2 separate regions of the Mus musculus genome follow, and region 2 is linked to region 1. The links are chromatin contacts, called in public Hi-C maps. All regions are on one chromosome and are shown on one strand. The core of a region is the stretch at or near the end of the contact, and the rest is flanking DNA. Distances in the headings are between cores, read along the strand shown. Region 1 overlaps Aff3 (AF4/FMR2 family, member 3). Region 2 overlaps Aff3 (AF4/FMR2 family, member 3).

Region 1 (6,873 bases), core at 621-3,120:
GCAGTAACAGCCAGATTCTCTTCCACTTCTGACCACCAATCACTGGCAGTAAACTTTCATCTCTGTTTACCATGTGGTGTGTGATACGGCGGTGCTGGTAGTCCCCAGAGAAGTAATGTTTTAAGGGAAAAACCACCTCAAGTGTTTTTGCTATAGTTCTGGAAGACAGTATGAAGATCAGGAACAAGTAACAAGCATTCATTCACTCATTCATTCATTCATTCATTCATTCATGCATGCCTCCTTATACACTTGCTCAGCATTTATTAAGCATCTCTTATGGGCTCGTCAACGCAGATGGACCAGTGAGAGATAAGAAAGGCTCCCAGGTAACGGGTATTAGAAAGTGAACACAGGTTCTTGGGATCACAGACTAGGAGCCGCTATCTCGGATCTGGGGAATGAGAAAGGTTCCTAGAGAGAATGCTGCATCAAGGGGAAAAAAAAGGAGTCAGTCAGCTGAATTTGTGGCCTGAAGGTAAGTAATCGAGGCAGGACCCAGGGGTAGAGCCAGAGGTGGTGACAGTCTTGCAGAGAAGGAATTAAAGTTTGAAGTGCAGACTGGGAAAACATGGCTGGACCAACATACGGGGGCTGAGAACACAGGGCATTGCAGATCACAGCCAGGAATCTGGCTGTCCTGAGCTTGGGAGAGGCTGGTAAAATGTAGGCTTTGGGAAGCTGGTTCTGTGCACACTGTGGCGAGCTAGTTAGACAGGGGATAGATGCCAAAGGTCAGTGGGCAACCTCCTGGAATAATCTAGGCTGGAAAGGGTGGTGCTCTGACCTGGACAGGAGGTGGGGGAATAAGAGGGGGCGGGGAAGGAGAGAAAGGGGGAGGAGGGAGGGAGAATGAGAATATGAAAACTTGTTTGGAGAAGAACTGACTGAGAGGGAGGCAGGCGGAGAGAAGGATCCAATAGCTTTAGCAGCCACTTGACAACAATATTCACCCAGGAGGAAAAGGTGTTAAGAGATGTGAGGTAAGGTTAAGGTAGAGGTGTTAAAAACCTGTGGGAATGGGGATAGCCGGACAGGTGAGCATGACATCCAGGAAACAGAACAGGGTTCAAGGAATACATCAGCACCTATCAGCAACGAGAATAACAGGAGGAGATAATGAAAGCCACCAACATCCCAGATAGCTAGAGGAAGGGAGGACATGAAAGCCAGGAGGAATCTTAAAAAAGGGTACAGTGGGGAGAGATGCCAGACACGCACTTGACCACAAGTGCTGCCATGAGCATCATCCCTGTGCCCCCCATGAGCATGTGTGGGGTCGTGACCTTCTCAGTACAAGTTGATTTACAGGTATGGAACGAAAGTCAGGCAGCAGAGAAGGCAAAGTGGGAACTAAGCTGCTGAGAGCTTAGCCTCCCTAGGAGTTGGGGAGGAGCTCCAGGGAATGCAGCTCTGGAGAAAACCCGCCTTGTCTCTATGATTTGTTGTTGTTGTTGTTGTTGTTGTTGTTAGTCAGATCAAAGTGCTTTGGAACACTTACACGTGTACTCCGAATACAGGAAGCTACCGGAGACACAGTGGTTACAAAGCAGTAGAAATGCTTGCTAGCTCTTGAGTCAGCTACAGTGGAGGATGGGGTGTGGGAGCATGGGAGAGGGTTGGTCCCAAGTGGGAAGAGAGCGCCCAGAAGGAAGGAGGGAGGGGCAACATGGAAGAATGGCCAAGTGTCTAGCATCAGCAGCCTGGATTACAGGGCTCCAGGAAGGTGGGGTCTCTGCCCGGTTCACTCAGCTATCCTGGTGCCCAGAACCGTGAGAAGCTGAAGCCAGCAGGTCCTACGACACCCAAGGGAGATGCTAGTCTGCCAAGTACAGGGACTGTGAAACACTTACTTGGGGTCAGTGGCACAGCAAGCAGATCAGCCCAGTCAGGCATTCCCAAACGCTGGCCACACCAAATGCTTCCTCAGTAGAAAAGCTTACTCTGTGCCAGAAGCCTGGCAGATAAGGGCACAGCATCTGAAGAGGGACAGAGCAACTGAGGTGATAGAGTTCCATGAGTGGGATGTTCAGAAAATGTTTCTAAAAGAGCCTCTTTGGGTACTAAGGTTAAAGGCAGTGGCGGATTGTGATCTAGCCTTGGTAGGTCTCTGGGTTCTCTCCCAAACACCCTTGCCCCAATAAAAGATCCCTTGGGGAACTGAGGACAAAGAAATACTGATGAGGACAGGGTATGACCAGTGCTCACAGTGAGCTGAGTCGAGTTCCTTGAAGGGAGAGTGCATAGTAAGGGAGGCAAGTCCAGCATAGCCCGGGGACCCTGCTGCGTGGCATGGGGCCCACACTGCAACCTCCACTGCTGGCTGCTGGGTATGCCACTGCAGCAGGGCCTGATGGGGAAGACGGCCTGACCTTAACATGGTCACACAGTCCCCACGCTAACACAGGCAGCCGTTCTGGGGAGATCCGGGCAGCGTGGTACTAGGACAGGGCGTGGTGACATGTACTTGGGACCAACATGCAAAGCCCATCTGTTTGACAGGATTTCTAGGTCAGAGTGAGAACTGAATGACAACACCAGGCGGAGATGAAGTGGGGCCCCAGAGGGGGCTGGTGCAACACTGAGTTCACTCACACACTTGAGGGAGCAAGCGTGATCTTATCCAGCTTCACATCTTAAGTGTTGACATCATGCCACACGTTTTCATGTCTAGACGTCTGTTCATTAGGACTGCAAACCTTTTCAAGGAGGACTTACAACACAGTAACTCTAAAGTTTAAGAAACTTTTATTTATTTTTTGATGCATATGAGTGTTTTGCCTGCGTGTATGTCTGTGCACCGTGTGTGTGTGTGTGTGTGTGTGTGTGTGTGTCCCATGGAGACTAGATCCCTTGGGATGAAGTCACAGATGGTTGTGAGCTGTCATGTGGGTGCTGGGAATCACACTCAGGCCATCCAGAAAAGCAATGGATTCTGCTAACCATTTTGCACCATCTCTCTAGGCCCTGTTGAAAGGTTTCCAAAATCTGGTGACCTATACAGCTGCTAGACATATACTTAAAAATGTTCTTTATTAAATACAAAAATCATAAAGAGAAATGAGAGTAGGAACTTAGGATGTGGCTCAGTGGTAGGATGTTTGCCCAGCATTTGCAGCACCCTGGGTTCCAGCCCCAGCACCTTAAAAACCTGTACTAGAGAAGAGTGCTCTAGCAAAGGCCACGCAGAAGGCGACTCGAGTGGATCAGGGGCACAGCTGGGTGGCACAGAACATATCTGGCAGGTACAAGGCTCTGTGATCCTTAGCAATAAAATAAATTTTTTGTGCAAACATTGCATAACACACGAATCTGTCCAGGCACACCGCGCCTTTACACAGCTACCATTTCTCTGTTGTGAAAAGCATTTGGAATGCTTTCCCTAATGTTTTTGAAATATATAATGTATCATCCTACTACACAACAGAACACCAGAATCTAGTTCCCCTAGAATGCACACACACACACTATTTTTAAACTGTCAATTCAAAAGAAGAAGAAGAAGAAGAAGAAGAAGAAGAAGAAGAAGAAGAAGAAGAAGAAGAAGAAGAAGAAGTAGTAGTAAAAATAAGTGATGTTATTGAGGGTGATTTGTACATTTTAAAGTCTGGCTGCCTACTGTGGTCTTGCATGCATTAATATTTTCTGCTTTATACAGAAGACATAGCAACTGAAGTCTCACTTGTGGGTACAGATAAGAGCTCTCACTCTCTGTTCCATGAGACTCACAGTTGAGCACTATTTTTCTGACACCACCCCCTTAAACTTAGAGAGGGTAAGATGGAGAAGATACCCCTAGAGTTTGAATGGGTTATATCATGTCAGCGTGTAGTCCCACTGTGAGGAGGAGGCCTGTGAGACCACTCCCTTGTTGCAATACTCCAGCTCCTAGCCTCTTGTACTGTGTTGGTGGGGCTGGACTGGGCACTCCACCTGTCAAGGAGGGCTGATTCTCAAAGGAGCACATCTCCATAGGTTTCCTCTCTGCTTGTCTTCCAGTAAATCACTTCTCCTGCCCACTGAGCCTCTAGGGCACTGAGCGCATCTATTGTTTTGTAGGTATTTTCTGCCCCTCCTGGATGGAACACATATATAAATGGAGTATTTTTCACTGCTGCTGCCATAACCAAATGGCACAATCCACAAAGTATGTCAGGAAAACCCAATGACATAGCTGCAAATGTTGACAGACACTCATGGACAGGCTGAGGTACCGTCCCCTGCTAGGATAGACGCTAAAGGCAGGCTGCTGACGGTTTCCGAGTTATCTAACAAAGCCTTCCATCCCGCACATGATGGGATGATTCCTAACTGTGCAGCAGATGCGAAAGGAGAATACTGAGAATCAAAGCAGGACATGCTCAGAAGGAGCTTCCGTAACTCAGGGTTAGGGGTTCCCGTAGCTGTCACCCCAAAGCCTACTAGTTCAGACCCACCTCTCTTACAGACTAAACTCCTTTAGACTCATAGCACAGCATGCAGACTGCAGCCAGATGGCCCTGCAGTGAGTCACTTGGACACCTCTGGTAGGTAAGAATATAATCCTTTACACAGGGCTTCCAGTTTCAACCTAATGGACTAACGGTGATTTTTTTTTAATGAAGAATTTATCTATAGATGAAATAAAAACACATGCAATTTCTGTCCTTAACATTCAGATGATCAAAAACAAGAAGAACGCAACACTATGAAATGCCCTAACTTATCCTTGAATAAGATTCTAGGTTTTGTTTAGTGAACTCTCTATATAAACATTAGGCTTATTTTGGCTGGTTTTTCTATAATCAGCAATGGGGTGTATTAATGTTATTCCTTGACAGTTCTCCCAGGGTTGATTTTTGTCACTGGTGGGCTTCAATTTGTCATGAGTTAAATCTTTAGGGTTGGAAACAAATTAAAAAAAAAAGATAAAAGAAGCAGTACAAACTTTTATAAAAAGCAGCTCTGCTCTGCAGTGGAGGAGCTGTGACCTGAGCCAGCTCTCCAAATGACCCAAGCGAGTCACTCAGAACAAGTCATCTCTTTGTCTCTCCTGTTCCCGTAGGCACAGAGCAGCTAATATGTTTTCATCTGGGGCAAGGAGCACATAGATGTTTGAGTACAAGGCCTCTCTTGTCCCACCACCCGGAGCCTGGCCATGTGACAGGCTTTAATGATGCGCAAGCCATATGACACTGTTTATCATGCACAGATCACTCCAGAGATGGTGTGTAGCAGGGAGCTTCAGTGTTCTGGGAAATTAAGGGGGGGGGGACCAAAAATGACTGCCCTGTACTTGCCTGAAGGCCATTCCATTATAAAGTCAGGAAATGGATCTTCAGAATTTAAACAAGCATGCTTTACCTCTTTCATATAAACAGTAGTATGGAACCCTATGTGTATACCCAGGATGGATAACTCACACTAGGGATGATAGCCAGGAATGGGGTCTGTTCAGACTGCACACTCAAATGGTCTCTAAACTCAAACCAGAACCTCAAGTATTGGCCCCTTGGTTGTTATTATAAGGCACAGCACTTAGTGGGGATGCCCTCAGCAAAGTGTAACAAAAAACCTTCTTGTATATAAAGCTTGTATATCCTGGATCCCAGCCCTGCACTCCTTCCATTATGTTGTAAAGGGCTTTTATTGGCTGAGCAAATGTTAATGCCATTCTATGTTAATGGGAGATGCTCTGAAAGGCACCGAAGTATTATTCCACTTGGATCTTTGGAGGCAAGATAGAGCATGACTTGCAGAACTACCTACTTGGAGCATATGTCGGCCCTCACGGCCCATCTCTACAGGACTCGGTGATAATTTCGCCCTCGGCTGAGAGAATTCTATAATTACGCACAGATTTATTAGGTCCCAGGATTAAAAATTCTCTGAGTAAGAGTAAAAAAAGTAATGATACTTTAGAATGTATGGTAATATTCAAATGACTTGAAAACAGTCACCTCAGCAAAAATAAAAGAACGCAGAAGCCCAAGTTAAAAGATGTGGTTGGCAATGTGAGCCATAAACCTGTGTGGGTTTACCATGTGGTCACACGGGCTGGCATTTTCACATGTGGGAATCCCCATTGCAGCAGAATGGCCCAGCTTCCTTCCTTCAATCACTGAGAACTGACCGGACACCCTATACCTCTAAACATCTCCCGGCCCTATGCTCAATCTGATTTCCCGTTTCTGTTCACAGATGGACCTTCCCTTCCTGGGCCTTAAGCACTTGCTCTCTTGTTTCCAGCCTCTCTCCTGGAAAATGTGGCCTTATCTGTCCTGTTATTACCTATTAGCTGAGTTGTCTGCTGTGAGCTACCTCATCTACATGACTGTCTTTGTTCCTTGGATGTCTCAAGTCAACTCAACACAGCATGTCTATAAAATGCATTTGTATCTCCTCCGTCTCACTGAAACAAAGTAATCCAGAGTGCCACCATTGCTCAGAGTCTGCGTACCTAAACATCTCTCCTCTGCACATTTCAAGGGCTTCCACCCTTTCTTCCTACTCTCCTTGCCTCTTCATCCTGCATGTCTGTGAGACTAGGGAACTGAAGTTGATAATGTGGCCATATCATCCTCTTCACCAACCTAATGGCTGCCTACCATAGGGCATGAGCATGCCTGGGAGGCCAGCCCTATCTGGCTCCCCTAACTCCATCCACTGCTCTCTTGTCATTTTGCTACCTTGTCCTCACAGGCCTCCACCAGGCTCTTCTGTTTCCTTTGCTTGGGCCTCTTCATTTCCCCAGTCAATGTCCTATTTGTCTTCCTCAGTGAGACCAGCCTGAACCACAAGCAAGGTCATACAGCACATGGTAGGGTCATGTAAATCCCTGAGAATCTGTCCCTGCTGGCGTTACATACTTCCTAACTAGACCACTGCTGGTAG
Region 2 (6,889 bases), core at 4,076-6,575, 150 kb after region 1:
GTTTTTTTTTAAAGCAAATTTTAAAAAGATAAAAATATTTCTGATTGTTCTTCATTTACTTGATTTTATTCTATTAAGCCGGGTCTCTTGTTGGGCTCAAGCCAAAGCCAGTATGGAACATGGGTAAGAGGAAACATCTAAACAAGATAATGTCCAAAACTAATCTATCCTTAAATGCAAGGTGAAAACATGAAACTAAGTAACATTGTTTGTAACTCTGGGGACATCTTCCTCCTGCCACAAACACCTAGACAGCCACCTGAAGTCTGTCTGCTGAGTGTCCTTACAATCCCTGTTAGATAAAGACAGGGGTAGGAGGTATTATTACTAGGCTAGCTTTTCAAAATCAAGGGCTCCAGCATGGCTACACACTTCCTTCCTCTCAGTCCTTGGAAGATGGGAGCAGGAGGAAGATGGGAGCAGGGGGAAGATGGGAGCAAGAGGAAGATGGGAGCAGGAGGAAGATGGGAGCAGGAGGAAGATGGGAGCAAGAGGAAGATGGGAGCAAGAGGAAGATGGGAGCAAGAGGAAGATGGGAGCAGGAGGAAGATGGGAGCAGGAGAAAGATGGGAGCAAGAAGAAGATGGGAGCAAGAGGAAGATGGGAGCAAGAGGAAGATGGGAGCAGGAGGAAGATGGGAGCAAGAGGAAGATGGGAGCAAGAGGAAGATGGGAGCAAGAGGAAGATGGGAGCAAGAGGAAGATGGGAGCAAGAGGAAGATGGGAGCAAGAGGAAGATGGGAAGAAGTGAGTCCTGTCTCAAACATGAGGAAGCTAAATGGAGCAGGGTATTTAGAAGAAGAGTTAGACCGCTCATCTTAGATCCTTAAAAAGGGACATGCAGAAGAGACAGCAAAGTCCAAAGCACTTTACTCATCGCCACCGAGAGAGAAGGAGGTGTCCACAAACCAAGACCATGTCCATAAGCCAAGGGTGAATTAACAGAAAACACAGAAACAAATAGGATAGTTGAAACAAAGAAGCTATTCCCCATACAAAAAGAACAATGAAGAAAAGTATGTTAGTAGTTACAATTTTTCCCAGTTTCCAAACAACAGAAAATTATCTTTTTCTAAGGAGCCCTACAGACACACACACACACACACACACACACACACACACACACACACACAGGATTACCATGCATCCTAGACTTGCAACAGACAACAGAATTCCAGATCCTAAACAGTCACAACTGGTGCTGACAGCATTGCCTATCCCAGTCTCTCCCACACTGTGCTCGCTGGAAGAAAAGGTGCTGATGAGTGCAGCCAACCCGGACAGCTGAGCCCAGTGCTTGACCTACCCAATTCAGCTGGCCAGGACAAGCACTCACCCACGTGTAGCCCACCCACATAGGAGCACTCATTCCAAACCAACTGCCATTTCCCATGGAGGTGGCTGTCAGCAAAGGGTATATTGGAGCCAACCTCAGCCCTTGACTGGAATCATGTTTTGCTCTTTATAAAAAGATCATCCTAACTTACGGTGTGTCTCCAAATTAGGGGTTTAGCATTCACAGCATTGGCTGTTGTTATAACAAAACACCTGAGGCAGTATACCTTATAAAGAAATGGGGGCTTTTGGTTTTTGTTTCAGTTTGGGAAGCTGAACATCCAAGGTCAGATGGTTTTAATCAGCAGTGATGGCCTTCTGGCTACATTGTAGCATAGTAGATAGCATCATTTGGGGGTTCATAAGAAAGACCCAAAGGATTTACCATCCATGCCACTTATGCCTCAACTCACCCTTACAACTCAACGGTCTAGGAAAGAAGAGTGGTTTTTAATGCAGAGAACACCTAGACTAGATGCCACCTTTTCAAAAAGTTCCAGCCCCACAGCACAAGGCACCATGCTTTCAACAAAGGGGCCTCCGGGAATTCACTCATGCCATCTCCAAACCATGGCAGGGACTAGGTAAGAGTTGAGACGAGAGTCATATCTCCTGACCTTTAGGGATATTAGTCTGGTAACCATGTATTTAAAGAGGATATCTTTCAAACACAGAAAGACAGCTTAGTCCAAAGCCAACTCCTCAGTTCTATATGTGAGGGAAATACTCGGGGCTACGGCCAATCCTTCCTACTGCTGAGAAGATCTCAGAACAAGAGAGAAAGGAGGAAGGAGCTCACTCATAAGCAGCGTGGGTACCAGGTATGTAGACAAGCTCTGAGCTGGGCCCCGTAGGAGGGTCGGGTAGAAGAGAAACCACTGAGTGGTCCATAACACAGATCACTGCTGGGGGCGGGGGGCTTTCCAGAGCTTGGGGCGGCGACCTTCACCCTTGGCAGGCAACATGACTTCCTTGGCTAGAACTCTGTTTTCAGAATCCCACAGCCTAGGTTTACCCACTGCCTGTCCTGACTGCTCTCCTCAGAGCAGGTTTCTCTAGCCTCTCCCAAGAGCAGAGGATGTAGGAACCCCAGGGAACGCTCTCCCCTTCTTCCATTCTCCATCAAAGATAGCTGAGCAGCCTACCACGGAGGCCATTTTTCAGACACTTTGAGCTCTGGGCCAGCACACTGATGGGTATGAACACCCAGAAGGTGAACAGGGAGAGGGAAGCAACTGGTGGCAAGAAGGAGACTGCGGTGCCTCAAAAACTCCGCTGCTCTCAGCCGGCAACATGAGACGCTGTGTATAATTAAAGGAGTCTAATCAAACGCCCCGAATTTTTAACAATTGTTTTAGATTTGATGAGTCAAACTAATTACATCTTTCGTTATTTCTAAAGTAAACAATAAAAGACCCGGAATCCCGTCTCAAAAGAAAGGAGAGCAAGATGGTTGAGATGTTATTCATAAATCCCCTCCATCTACAGACTTGGTGGACAGAAAGGCAGCCGGGCTTAAATGGGTGAAAAGAAGCAATCAGAGACAAGGTGATCCAGAGTTCCAGTCTGGCAGAAAGACGAAGGTGTCCCAGATGCAGCCCCTTACGGTGGTAAGGGTTGTGTGTGAGGTGGTGAGCCTGTGGATGGAATGGTGATGATCCCGGGAGAGAGCGAGCTGGGCAATTCTGACACAACTCAACACAAGCTAGAATCACCTAAGAAGAGGCTTTTGGTGAGAGATTGTCTAGATCAGGCTAGCCAGTGGGCATTTCTGGGGGGGGACTGTCTGGATTGGCGGGAAGACCCATTTGTGGACACTGTCATTCCGCGGGCTAAGAGTTGAGAAATCTAACAAGCAAGCAAGCACAGAAGAATGTCTGCACTCTGACTGTGGCTAGAGCTCCTATGTTGGCTTTCCTACAAGGAGGGATCCCAACTTGGAAATGTCAGACAAATCAAGGAAACTAGAATAGAGCAAGGTGTGAGAGTTGTGTGATACGGTTGAGGCTGGTGGTGGTGATGAGGGAGGCTGTACTAGGACAGTGATCGTGGTGGTGGTGGTGGTGGTGGTGGTGGTGGTGGTGGTGGTGGTGGTGGGGTGATTGTGGTAATGGTGGTGATGAGGGGGGCTATACTAGGACAGTGATCGTGGTGGTGGTGGTGGGGTGATTGTGGTAATGGTGGTGATGGTGGTAGTAGTGGTTATGATGATGGTAGTGGTGGTGACAGTGATAGTCCTAAGGGAGTTTCTGAAGGCAGTATTGAAGGTGACCAGGACAGTAGTTACATGCCTGCTAAGGACAGAAAACCGTTCAACAACGCACAGTCTCTTCAAGCCCCCAAGAACGTTATGATGTCTCTGCTCCCTTATCCCGGCTTCTTCTTTCTGAGTAAAGCAATTTCAGCTCCCAGCTCACTTCGCATATCCTGCCAGCCTTACACACGCGGCCCACCATCTCCCTATAAGTGGACCCCCCTCTTCCTCGTTTGCCACCAACCATGGAGAGTAGCTCCATCTTATCCTCAGTCCTAAGGGGCTCTGCTGGGAGCATCTGTAGACCTCGGCCTTGGGTCCTCTGATTGCTCTTGCAGAAAAACGATGACGCTGAAGGCATTGCACACCTGAGTCTCCTCTACACCACGTTCTGAGAGAGCTATAATATCACACCCAGATGAACCACCCACAAAAACCCCAAGTAAACCTAGGGGTGATCTATGCCATTCTCCAGACCCATCTGATTTGTATTAAATTTTCCAATAATGACAGCTACTGCAAATGGATCTCACATGAATTATTTCATTTAATAATCTTGAAACTCCCAAGAGCCATTATCCTTAGTTTCCAATGAAGAAAACAAGAGGCTCTGAGCATAGCTAACTGGCCCTGTCCCACGGGCAGCCAGGAGAAGCTCTTCACTTAGAAGCCCGGCAGTCTGGCACCAGACATAGAATTCCTCGACTCCACTGCACTGCCTCTCTGGGGACAGCCCCCTGACAAGCTTTGACAAATGGTACCCCCATCCTTTGTTAGTAAATGTCAGGCTGAAGGGTGTTAATTTCAAATGGTGACTATTCTTTTAAGATTTGCTAGTCACCCTTGATTGACTCAATTTTACAAATTCTGTAGTCAAAAACAAAATAAGCAAAAAATAATTTAAAAGGATACAAAACATCAAACCAAACCAAACAAAACAAAACAACAACAACAACAGCAGCAGCGGCAGCAAAAAACAGTCATATTACTTCAATTAAGACAACATCAGCCCCTCACTGACTCTAGACTGCAAGAGTTATAATCCATTTCCCTATTTTATCCTGTTGAGGTGGAATTCCATATATGGAATTCCTTAGAAATTACATAACAACGTAATAAGAGCATTCTGTAACTCGCATGGTGAGGTTTCTGCTGCAACCTGGAAGGGGACCTGCTGCACCAAGCTTTTACTGATCATCTTCTGGGTCCAAACTCCATTTCTATGTCCCTGGAAATGAAGACTTTAGAATTTCTCTTGTAAACATCCTCCAGTGGATAGAGAGAGAGAGAGAGAGAGAGAGAGAGAGAGAGAGAGAGAGAGAGAGAGAGAGAGAGAGAGAGAGAGAGGTGACAGATAAATGACAGCTTTGCATTGCCAAGGGTTAAATGTTTTTCCTGAGGGAGGCCTAAGCCTCCATACCATGAGAACAAGTGTCAGGCGCTAATGGAATTGTTCCATGATAAATAAACTGCCAGGCTGGATGACAAGCAGCTTTCAAAGAGGCTTTCCATATAGTCTAACCAGCAGAAGTTAATTTGAGTTTCTTAACAGGACCTTTTCCCTTCGCAGTGTAAAAGTGCCTTGGGATGAAGCAATTACTCTGATTTACCATCTTCTCCTTGGTAGAATATAAAGATGCGGCGAGCCTCACAAAAGCAGTAACTTAGCCAAATGAGACTGGCTTGCAAAGTCCCTACTATGCTATTTCCAAGCACTCCCTCCCTGGCAGCAGCACGGAGCTGCCATCAATCACGGGTGCCCGAGCTGACGCGGGTGGAGGAGGCTGCTTCCTCTCAGGGCTGTGCATGTTGGAGGCAATCAATCATGTTTCCCTACAGCAAACGCTCAGTTAAGATTTGTCTTCACTTTGCAGCATGTTTCCCAATCTCAGCTTCTAGGAACTCGAAGAGCTGCTTATGGCTCTGCCGAGTTTCACAGCATTCATTGCCTGTGTTTTAACCAGGATGCTTTTCTACACAGTCACTGTCTTAGCCACTCTGGGTCATTGAGCTGGCGCCTCAGGTTTGAGGTTATCAAGATGGCCAAGTTGAATCTCCCAAGTAGATCAGGCTCCTGGGCATAGAGCTGGGCAGACTGAGTGTTAGCCCTTAAGGAATGCACTGTCCTCTCCTGAATCCAGCCCCTCGATATGCCTGCCCAGAACCACCTTGGAGATACGCACCTACTGGTTGGAGCAGGCTTTCTGCAAAGGAATGAATAAATTCAGGCTACTTCTACCTGCTGCCCTGAATTAATTTACCTGTCAGGCACAGAACTAGCTGATGGCCAGGGTGAAATCCAGCAGAGCTGACTTTCAACAGAATATGCACGGGACCAACATACCTTCTGATCATACAGGACAACAATTCCATATAGACAGCATGGCTGAATTACTTATAGGGGAGGGGAGAGGATCTGTTTCTGCACAGGGCAGTTTATCAGCTTAACCTGGAGCCTCGTAGGTCAACAGAGTGGGAACAAATAAGGGACAACATTTTGATGCTCTCCAGCCCTGACAGAAAACACGTAACATTCCCTGAGAATAAAGCTGTAATCATGCCACCACAAAGCTGGACCGGGGTGTAGAGCCTTGTCACAGAGCATCTGGCAAACCAGGCAGATTCTCTCTCTATTTTCTGACCTGCAACACTGCCCCCTTACCTGCCCCACCCAACCAGATTCTATTTGTCTCCTCTGAGCTCTGCAGCTTGCCCCCATGCCCACATTCCACAGACAAACTCACTTTGTCCCATGTGCTCACTGTCTTGGGGTTTCCTGGCCTTTTGAGAGAGACATATTCAGGCATTTGAGACACCAGTCTTTAAGAAGGGAAAGCGAGCAGTTCTCCCTGCCTGTTCCTCTCACGTGGCCCTTCCCTGTCAGCCAGTTTCTGACACTTGTTGGCTCTCCCCAGCGCCTGGCCTGGTCTCCTGTCCGCACGATCTGCTTCTGCTGCTCATGGCCAGCTCGTTACTTCCCTGCAGGGCTAACCCATGGGCAGGATCACTTCCCAACCTCCTACTGCTAACACTGTCTTGACTGGGTGCCTGAGGTACTTCTAACCCCCTTCTGCTTCCCTGTACTACCCCGGGGCTCAAAGGGGCTGCCATGCTAACTGAGTCTTTCCTCCCATTACAGTCCCCTGACCAATGTCTGACTCCAGCACTGCTCATCATAACGTCCAGTCAATCCCTAGACCAGATACAGCTAAGCGGTGCTGGCTCTCCTCCACTGGAACCTCCCTACCCATAATCACCACTGGGTCCATCCAAGACCCCAGGGGCCTTCCCATGCGTCTCC

The links. Hi-C and Micro-C count contacts between places; a contact is called where the count stands out from the background.
Region 2: a Hi-C map of 3T3-L1-derived adipocytes shows a contact between it and region 1, with 5 times the contacts expected there. The contact joins two enhancer-like sites. A contact is called at or near these places in 5 of 39 promoter capture datasets (the 3T3-L1 cell line, the C10 cell line, the HPC-7 cell line and 1 more), 9 of 484 Hi-C or Micro-C datasets (the 3T3-L1 cell line, 3T3-L1-derived adipocytes, cerebellar granule neurons and 4 more), 1 of 115 datasets of contacts at active chromatin or transcription factors (embryonic basal ganglia) and 1 of 9 other capture datasets (embryonic stem cells).

What each region holds. Positions count from the first base shown.
Region 1 is chr1:38,396,936-38,403,808 of GRCm38.p6, forward strand. All of the region lies in intron 5 of Aff3 (AF4/FMR2 family, member 3), which reads right to left. Among named protein-coding and RNA genes, the nearest start is that of Gm16150, 180 kb to the left of the region's middle. Within about 2 kb of position 1,871, at least 18 of the 459 cell types and tissues checked have an H3K27ac peak or open chromatin away from gene starts, as enhancers often do. A contact at or near this core is called in 3T3-L1-derived adipocytes, where this site is marked.
Region 2 is chr1:38,540,411-38,547,299 of GRCm38.p6, forward strand. All of the region lies in intron 1 of Aff3 (AF4/FMR2 family, member 3), which reads right to left. Among named protein-coding and RNA genes, the nearest start is that of Aff3, 83 kb to the right of the region's middle. Within about 2 kb of position 5,326, at least 40 of the 459 cell types and tissues checked have an H3K27ac peak or open chromatin away from gene starts, as enhancers often do. A contact at or near this core is called in 3T3-L1-derived adipocytes, where this site is marked.